Linked DNA regions of Mus musculus: all the other regions are linked to region 1. A link is a contact called in public HiCAR-type and capture Hi-C data. All regions are on one chromosome and are shown on one strand. Each heading gives the region's core, a stretch centred on a gene start, on an enhancer-like site or on the middle of the called end of the contact. The rest is flanking DNA. Distances are from core to core; before and after follow the strand shown.

Region 1 (3,079 bases), core at 353-2,852:
CCTTCAATCCTACTGCTTGCAGTCCAAATTTCTGTATTCAAGCAGACTCACTGAATAATTTTAAAAAAAGGACATGACAGTCCTAGGCACGAGAGGTTTCATTATAGATACCAGGGGAAGAATACAGCCAGAGGCATCTAGAAGTGTCCTGAAAGCAGGGACATGAAAGAAGAGAGCAACAGAAAACAGAAGACCAAGAGAAAGCTGTATAGCTGGCTTGGTTATACAGGAATCAATGAAGCTGGGGAAAGGGTTCCAGCTCAGTTTCTGGGCTGAAGAATGTACAGCCCAGTCAGCCTTGCCATGATAATAAGCACCTCAGCATTTGTCCTGAGACCTAACAACATTCATGTTGTCTACATTAAAGCACAGTATACCTTCCTCCTCCTCCTGTTATCATCACATAGTAAAATAATCTTTAAAGAAAACAAACTATAGCTGGGCGGTGGTGGCCCACGCCTTTAATCCCAGCACTTGGGAGGCTGAGGCAGGCGGATTTCTGGGTTCGAGGCCAGCCTGGTCTAAAGAGTGAGTTCCAGGACAGCCAGAACTACACAGAGAACAACTGTCTTGGAAAAACAAAGCCACTCACTACTCAAAACCTTCCAATCATGCCTGGAAGGACCCTGATCTTGGACCCCAGCTTTAATCTAGTTAAATATAAATGAAATGTTAGGGGCCAGCCAAGCCTACATAGGGAAAGCCTGCCTCAAAAGTAAATAGAGTCTGGCGGTGATGATGCACACCTTTAATCCCAGTACTCAGGACGCAGAGGTAGGTGGATCTCTGAGTTCAAGGCTAGCCAGGTCTACAGAGGGAATTCCTGGAAAGCCTGAGCAGCACAGTGAAACCCTATCTGGAAAAGCCCAAAATAAATATCTGAGGCTGGAGCGATAACTCGGCGGTTAAGAGCACTGACTGCTCCTCCAGAAGTCCTAGTTCAAATCCCAGCAACCACATGGTGGCTCACAACCATCTGTAATGGGATCTGTAGCCCTCTTCTGGTGTGTCTGTTGACAGCTATAGGGTACTCATATACATAAATTAGATAAACATTAAACCGATCTTGGATTGGAGGTGTAACTAGGTGACAGGGCGCTGATCTAACATGTACAAAGCCTCAGGTGATTAAATGAACGCTTTATTGTCACTTGTAAAAAAGGGTCCTGCCCATTTTTTAAACTGAGTAAAGCAGAGGTCGCCCTAAATTCGGAGAAGCCACGTGTTCACCTGAACCAGCGGGCTCTTGATTTTTCACATCTTTTCGGAGCCCGGGGACTTGAAGACACTAAAATGTGTTCCGTTGTTCGTCTCTCCTTAAATCTTACCCAGCTCTCTGTCCCACATAAGCCTCTTAGCTCAACAACTCCATCTCACCTACCTTAAAGATGGCGTAGCCAACGGACGTTTCAAACAGGACCAACATGATGAGACCAGGTCAGGGCGGCGCTACGCGGCTAGCCGCGAGCCCTTACGCCACTGCAAATGACTACCTTTCAGTCGCTGAAGACCCGCTAGGCCTTGGACGCGGGGGAGCGCAAACGCCGTCGCCTCCCCGCGGACGAACAGACCACGTTGCTCAGCCGCTCCACACCTCTCCTCGTGGAGCAGCAAATATGCGAGTCTCCTTCTCTAAGAATTCTGGGAAGTAACGTCACTTCTGGTCGCTCAATGCCGCAGAGCGTGAGATCATTTCCGGGTTTTTCCCGCCCACAGTAGAATCCGGAAAGAGACGGCCTTAAAATATCGCGAGACTTTTTTTTTTTTTTTTTTTTTAAGTTTTGGACTGTGGCTGGAAGCTGTCAGTTTATTAGGTCATGTAAAGAAGAAAAAGTTCTGTGTACATTATATTTTGTATTATATATAATATATAAATTACATGTGTATAATTTACAGCACACAAAACGATTTACAACACATTATGCTATGCCCCGCCCCGCCATGTAAAGGACATTTTATTTTAAAACAACACAGAACACTTTTTCTTGATGAGGACGTGCACTCGGGTCCCATCAGTGAGTTCCACGGGATCTGACCTGGAACCGGAGTTGTAGGCAATTGTAAGCCGTCACGTTGGTGCTGGGAACCCAACCAGGTCCTCTGCAAGGGAAGCAAACTTTTATAACCAGCAACATTTCCTGGTGGTTCTTCTCTGGTCAAACAGGTTTTTAGCAAAGATTTCTTTTATAGCTATAAATATAGATATTTTCGGAGGCGGGAAGGGTTGTGTTTAAAATGATTCCAAGGTATGAATTTATGTATGTCTCAATGTAATTTCTTTTATGGAAACTTTCAGCCTCAGTGGCTGGATTTACTTTAAAACAAAGTCTTATGTATCTTAGACTAGCCTCAAACTCAGTAGGAAGTAGAGAATGACCTTGCTCAAAAACAATTTGTTTGTTTGAGACAAGGTCTCCATGTAGCCTTGTAACTATCTCTTGTAACTAGGTAGACCAGAGAAGTTTGAGTCATAGAGGTCCTCCCACCCCCACCTCCACAGTAGTGAGGTTACAGGCATATGCCACCACACCAACTTTATTGGTGCTGGGGATGGAACCAAAGGTTGGGTTCCATACATGGTAGGCAAGCACTCTACTAACTGAGCCATATCCCTAGCCTTGCTTTGGCTTTTTGAAAAAGGACCTCAGTATCTAGACCAGGTTGGCCTTGAATCATTGTCCTCCTGCCTCAGCCTTCAGAGTGCTAAGATTAGATATATCTGTGTGGCTATGTACTTTCAATGACAAGATTTAAATACCCCAGTTCTTCACAAATCTAGCTTCCAATAGCTGTAGAACGTTCCTAGTTGCCTAGTTCTAAACATTAATTTTGGATCTACAGAAAACTGTGGAAGATTAACCAACTTGACGTTCTGTAACACTTTTACAGTATGAATGAAGAGGAAAGAGTATCCTTGTTTGGACAGCAGAAAAGATGGACATATGGGGAATACAAGGGGATTCCTAGGGCTGCAGGCAAGAGCAGAATTGATTATAGCTACAGTTACATTTACCATATTTAGGGAGACAAGAGAAAGCAATAGAAGAAGAGAACAACAGTACAATGGGGCAGAGATAGC
Region 2 (3,079 bases), core at 391-2,890, 890 kb after region 1:
AGTCTTCTTTAAATAGGTTTGTAAGAAACGGGAGCACTAATCGTCCTCATGCTAATTCAATCAATGCCATATTTATTTAAAAAAAGAAAGATTTGTCGATGAGACAACTCAGGAGTTTAAGAGCACTCAATGCTCTTGCAGACCACCTGGGTTCAGTTTCCAGCACCCATATAATGGCTGAAACTGTCTGTAAATCCAGTTCAAGGAATCTGTGCCGCCACCCCCCCCCCCCCCGCCCAGTACCAGGTGCACATACATACATGCAGGCAAAATACTCATACTCATGAAATTAAAATAGAAATAAATAATTTTTTAAAGAATGAAACTGAGACCTAGCCAAGCAGAAGGCACTTAGAGGACTCCCTTTAAAAAGACAAAAAAGAAAAAGAAAAAAAAGAAAGAAAAAAGAAAAGAAAAGAAAAGAAAAGAAAAGAAAAGAAAGGAAGGAAGGAAGGAAAGAAAGAAAGAGAAAGAAAGAGAGAGAGAGAGAGAGAGAGAGAGAGAGAGAGAAAGAAAGAAAGAAAGAAAGAAAGAAAGAAAGAAAGAAAGAAAGAAAGAAAGAAAGAAAGAAAGAAGAAACAGAAATATGACTGTATGATAATTCCTTACAGGTACTTAACAAGCCAGTCACCCTTACAACTGCTTAGCACGTAGAGGAATTACCGGCCTCAGGTCACCTGTAGCCCCCTCCCTCCCTCCTCTCTCATCCCCTCTCTGTGGGGGTTGGGGTGAGGGGGTGGGGGGTTGGTGTTTTAAGTGCAGAGCTAGTGCCCTACGACCCCCCACCCCCTGTACTGCCAGCACTCAGGAGGTGGAAGCAAGGTCGTAAGTTCAAGAAGCCTGAGCTTCTGCAGGAAATCATGAAACCAAAGAGGGACAGAGGGAGGGAGGGAGAGAGGAAGAGGAGAGGGAGGGAGAGGAGAAGGCAAAGAGAAGAAGAGGGAGAGAAAAAGGGAGGGGAGATGTTGGAGGAGAAGGAGAAAGGAAGAGAGAATTTGGGATTAGAGTTGATGGACGTCTGAGTTGGGAAGAGCACGAAAATCGCCGGAGGAAACGCAGCTCAAGCTAGAGGACTCCCCGGAGGATTAACTCAGCTCCAGGTCCTGAGCCAAACTACAAAGAAAGTAAGCCTAAGAAGTCCAATAAAGTTTTCTGGAGAGGCGGCGACGGCACCCCGATGGCTGCATTTCGGGGAGCGCCACGCGAGATCGACACCCACCGGTGGGATCTCGGCCCGCTGGTGGGAAAGGAACCCGACTGCTCTGCAGCACTCACCTGTGGCCGAGTACCTGCCGCGCCGGTCACAACTCCAGCTCGGGCGAGGCCTCCGCTGGCTTGGGCTTTCCGAGCCTCCAGCCCGGGCCGGCGCTCCCCAGAACTGTACTCACTTCCTGTTCCACGCCGGCTCACAGAGGTTTGCTACCGATTCCGAGAAGCTGGACTTTTAAGCACCGAAGTCAGAATGAAAGACAACTGAGAGAACTAGGGCATAGGGGACAGAAATGCCTCCGAATGTTTAGAGGCGTTTGAGTTAATCATTAGAGGTGGCATCCTGGTGCCAGCCCTAGAGGCCATAGGCTGCTTCGCTTTCTGCCCGCCTTAAGAGCTCCCGCCAGTTCTGGAGGACACTTCCTTATTCCCCCAGTCCAACCACACCTCCTTTCACGCAGAAACCCTCTGCTCTAGAAATGTCAGCACTCTCGGAGGTAGGGACAGGAAGATTAGAACAAGCAAGTTCCAGGCTATCCCAGAGACAGTGGAACCAGAGCTAATGGAATGAACGAACGAACACACACACACACACACACACACACACACACACACACACACACAAAGTTTAAAGGAGCCAACTACAAGAAGAAAGTGATTTCACACTGAACCAAACAACCAGCTATGCTGAGGGCCTAGGTCAGATCCATCAGGATCGCTGATTGTTGGTTCAGTCTCTGTGAGTGCCTATGAGGCCAGGTTAGTTGATTCTGTGAGTTTTCTTGTGGTGCCCTTGAGCTCTGATTCCTACAATCCTTCCTCCCCATATCCTGTAGGATTCCCCAAGCTCTGCCTATTGTGTGGCTGTAGGCCTCTCTGATGGCGACTATGTTAGATTTCTGTCTACAAGTATGGCAGAATATGATTAGAAAACATTTCATGCTTTTTTTTTTTTTTTTTTTTTTTTTTGGTCATGTTCAGTTCTATCTTAGCTGTCTGGGGCATCCAGCCTCTTGTTCCTGACCTCCATGAATTCAGTGTCAGAGGTGGCCTCCCTCTTGTGGCACAAGTCTCAAGAGAGACTAGTAATTGGATGGAGACTCCCACAAGTTCTGTGCCATCTTTTCTCCAGCACATCCTGCAGGCAGGATAAATGGTAGGTCAGAGGTTTGGGGTCTGAGTTGGTGTCCCAGTCTCTCCACTGGAAGGCTTGCCTGGCTACAGCAGACAGCTCCAAACCCCTCATTACTAGGAGTCATAGCAAGGGTCACCCTGATAGGTTTCTAGCCCCCACATTCCAGTCTTCTCTGCCATACTCTCTCCCTCCATCCTCGCCCAACCTGATCCCTCTGCTCCCATCCCCACATGCCCCCAGTTCCAATCCCATGATACCTACTCTATTTCTCCCTCCTAGGGAGATGGCTCCTTGTTACTTAGCCTCTCTGGGTCTGTGGATTGTAGCATGATTATCTTGTAATTTATAGCTAATGTCTGCTTATAAGTGAGTACGTACCATGCTTGTCTTTCTGGGTCTGAGTTACCCCACTCAGGATAGGTTTTTGTTTTTGTTTTTGTTTTCTGGTTCCATCCATTTGCTGGCAAATTTCATGATGTTAGGGGTTGTTTGTTTGGTTGTTTTGTCTTGTTTTTTTAACTCTGAATAATTCTCCATTGTGTAAATATACCACATTTTCTTTATCTCTTCTTTGTTTAGTGTATCTGGTTTTATGTTGAGGTTCTTGATACACTTGGACTAGAGTTTTGTGCAGTCAGGGTGGTAGATATAGATCTATATCCAGTTAGACCAGCACCATTTGTTAAAGATGCTTTCTTTTTTCCATTGAATAATTCTGGATTTCTTTATAAAAAC
Region 3 (3,079 bases), core at 152-2,651, 720 kb before region 1:
TTTTTCCAATTCATACTCAGATTTGAGAATGTTTTCAATACAACTGCTGTTAAGGATATCTGCAGGGACGGGAGTAGGGACAAGAACATTAAAATACAGCTAACAGTTTAAGCATCACGCTTCCATTCCATTTTATCCAAAGAATTTAAACGGGAGTAAAAAAAATGTAGACACAACCTGTAATTCAGTATAAGCCCTACGGAAAACAAGAGATACTGGATTTGCATACCATGAGTTAATTTTTAAAGTGTTGCTTCACAAAATTTTTACATTTATCCCATGACCAGCTGGTTCTCATCTCACCAATGCCCCGCCCCACACACACTTCTCACCTTCCTACACACACATACACTGAAGTCCCTGGGCCAAACCAATCATCATGGGAAAAAAACTAAACCATGTGGTTCGTTTCCCTAATTCTTTGTGAAAATAGTCATAGTTCTTTTTTCCCCAAAGGAAAATTACCTATTCTAACGAGACCTGAGAAGGAAAGGCAGCTCATTATCAGTTTCCCATTCTCCACAGGGAGGAGAAAAAAAAAATGGTATTAACTTGCAATAAGAGACAGCCGTTCCACCATGCCCCTTTTACATTTTAAAAATGTTTAAACTTAAGGGTTAAGAATTTTTGTTTTGTCTTCAGGGTACATTCGCAGGAATGGAGAAGTGAGGCATTTCACTTTGCAGAAAAAGGACCCCTTAATAAAAAGGGGGTCCCTCGGAATTTGGGCAGGGGGTAACCTATCCCTCTGTCACACAAGCCTGCCATCGAGCAAGATCCCGTTAGACAGAAAACGCCACTCGCCACCTCCCCCGCCATCCGGAACACTGACAGGAGAGGACTGCGGGGGCGACGGGGCAGAGGCGAGGGGGCGGGACGCCACGCACCGCACGGCACCGCACCGGTCACTCGCACGGGGCTGCTGGGGCCTGGTGGCGACCCTCGCTCCCTGCAGCCGCCGCCCTCGCCCTGTCCCTACCCCGGCGCGGCTCCCTGGACCGAGCACCGCGCGGCCTCCCCCGCTCGCCATCGCCCCGCGCGCCCCTCACAGCCCGCGTCCTGCCGCGCCGAGCCGCGCGAGGGGCCGCGTCGCATCGCACCTGGATGTAGTTATTCTCGCAGTAGTCGGCCACCCGCTCCAGATTCGTGTAGCTGTCGAAGAGAGCCCGGCGGCCCCCCGGGATTTCCTCTTCCAGCAGCATCTGCAGCTCCGCCATCTTCACATCCTTCTCTTCCTCCTCCTCCTCCTCCTACTCCTCCTCATACAGCCCGCAGAGGCAGCGGCCGCGACGCCCGGGAGAGGAGGAGCAGCGGCGGACGCGGCGGGAATCGGGAGGAGCGAGCGGCTACCCCCCCACACACACCCTACGGCGCGCGACGAGGGAGGGGGCGGAGGGGAATGGAGGCGGGGCGCGAGCCGACGGGCCGCGAGGACGGTCACCGCGGCGACGGGCGCGCGCACGCGCGCTCCCCTCCACCCGCCCCCAGCGCCCGAAAAAGATTCCCACCCGCGCCGCCCCTCCCCCACTTCCGGCGTCTCCTAGCGACGGGAGGGCGGGGGCCGGGATGCGCGCGGGAGCGGGGCTCTGGGTTAACCCTTCGGCCCCGCGCGGCCTTCCTGGGTCTGGGAGTCCTCAGCAGCCTTTGTTAGCCGGGCGGGAATGCACCTCTGCTCCCTGCTGCTTCACGCCGCCGCCCCCCATCTTCACCTCTGCACTTCACCCGGGGCCGGAACCCTGCGGAGGTCATCTGCCTGAGGAAGCTCGCCTAGGGAGAGGACACAGTGTCTTCACAAGCTCTGTGAAAGATAACACCTCATCCGAACAGGCAGAGCCACTGAACTTCCAGGCAGCTCTAAATACCACCTTGAACCTCATCGGCTTCTTTACAAATTGCAGTTACCTAGTCCCAAACCTATTCGTTCGTTCATTCATTCATTCATTCATTCACTCCCTTCCGTCCCCTGTCCTGTCCTCTCTTTCTTCTTGGCATGGTCTCCTGTATAGACCGGGCTGACTGGAATTACAGCCACATGCTGTGGTTGCCCAGCCTGGGCCTCCTCCTCACTTCACTTTTTTTAAAATTTCGATGGTGGTTTTGCTGGTACTATTTTATTTATTCACATGGTTGTAGCATGAATAAGATTAAACGAACAATGACAAACGTGCGTTTTTTTCAGATTAAGTACTACAAATTCAAGGACGTTCATCCTGGTCTTGTTATCCAGATATCTAATCTTTTTTCATAAATATGATTGGCCCACACCGTGAAACTTGAAAAAAATAAATAAAACTGACACCTTCTGTGATATCAAGACCACAATCTTTGTTAGTTCTGTGGAAACCCAAAGGGCACCCACCATCTTAGAGGGGTTTAGAGTTTAGGATTTGTGGTTTCAACTTTTATTGCTCTTGCTGTCACTTGGCCTCCTGTGATCAAATTTCAGATGATGAGGGAACGATTATACATTCCTAGAAAAAAATCAAATGCACTCGCTCACATATTTGTGGAGTAAACCCTGTGTTGTTACGTTGGCTTTATGATAAATACATTACCAATATGCGTGAGCTTTTGCCGCAGAGCCTAAAACAGTATTTTTAAATGATGATGTGGTCCACCTGGATCTATTGTTCAGCACTTTAAACACCTGTCTTAGTGTGAATGTTCTAAGTGTGAGAAGCTTGTTAAAAACAAAAGGGAGAGCTGGGGTTTGTAGCTGAGTTTAACTATGTGTGGAAAAAGAAGAGAAGCCTAAAGTGTGTGGAGGGGGATAGTTATGTATAGACACATGCACTTGTTTCAGGAAATGAGGTACAAACAGGTGAAGAAAACAAACATCAGATCAGACTCTTATACAAACCAGTAAATCAAAAAACTGTGTTGATGGGTCTGGAGAGATGGTTCAGCCGTGAGAGCACACACTGTTCTTCCAGCGGATCAGAGTTTGGCTCCCAACATCCGTGTCATGCTGTTCACAATCACTGCAGGAGATACAACACCCTGACTTGTCATTCACTGGTACCTGCACTCATGTGCCATACACTCAGATAGAAACACACACATAAACAAGAAAATGTTT

Evidence for each region. HiCAR-type assays count read pairs that join an accessible place to other places. Capture Hi-C pulls out chosen DNA fragments and counts their contacts.
Region 2: a contact with region 1 is called in a capture Hi-C map of macrophages, with 4 times the contacts expected there. The contact joins the promoter of Casp8 here to the promoter of Nop58 in region 1. A contact is called at or near these places in 5 of 39 promoter capture datasets (the HPC-7 cell line, frontonasal cranial neural crest, hematopoietic stem and progenitor cells and 2 more), 1 of 484 Hi-C or Micro-C datasets (B cells), 8 of 115 datasets of contacts at active chromatin or transcription factors (the SCID.adh cell line, bone marrow-derived macrophages, effector CD8 T cells and 5 more) and 4 of 9 other capture datasets (adipose tissue, liver, macrophages and 1 more).
Region 3: a HiCAR-type map of astrocytes shows a contact between it and region 1, with 2.1 times the contacts expected there. The contact joins the promoter of Abi2 here to the promoter of Nop58 in region 1. A contact is called at or near these places in 3 of 39 promoter capture datasets (the HPC-7 cell line, cranial neural crest and pre-B cells) and 2 of 115 datasets of contacts at active chromatin or transcription factors (astrocytes and bone marrow-derived macrophages).

What each region holds. Positions count from the first base shown.
Region 1 is chr1:59,683,529-59,686,607 of GRCm38.p6, reverse strand. Nop58 (NOP58 ribonucleoprotein) reads right to left here and starts at 1,602. Exons shown (of 15, transcript NM_018868.2): 1 at 1,382-1,602. The coding sequence starts at 1,426.
Region 2 is chr1:58,793,935-58,797,013 of GRCm38.p6, reverse strand. Casp8 (caspase 8) reads right to left here and starts at 1,640. Exons shown (of 9, transcript NM_009812.2): 1 at 1,276-1,640.
Region 3 is chr1:60,407,941-60,411,019 of GRCm38.p6, reverse strand. Abi2 (abl-interactor 2) reads right to left here and starts at 1,401. Exons shown (of 12, transcript NM_001198570.1): 1 at 1,101-1,401. The coding sequence starts at 1,217.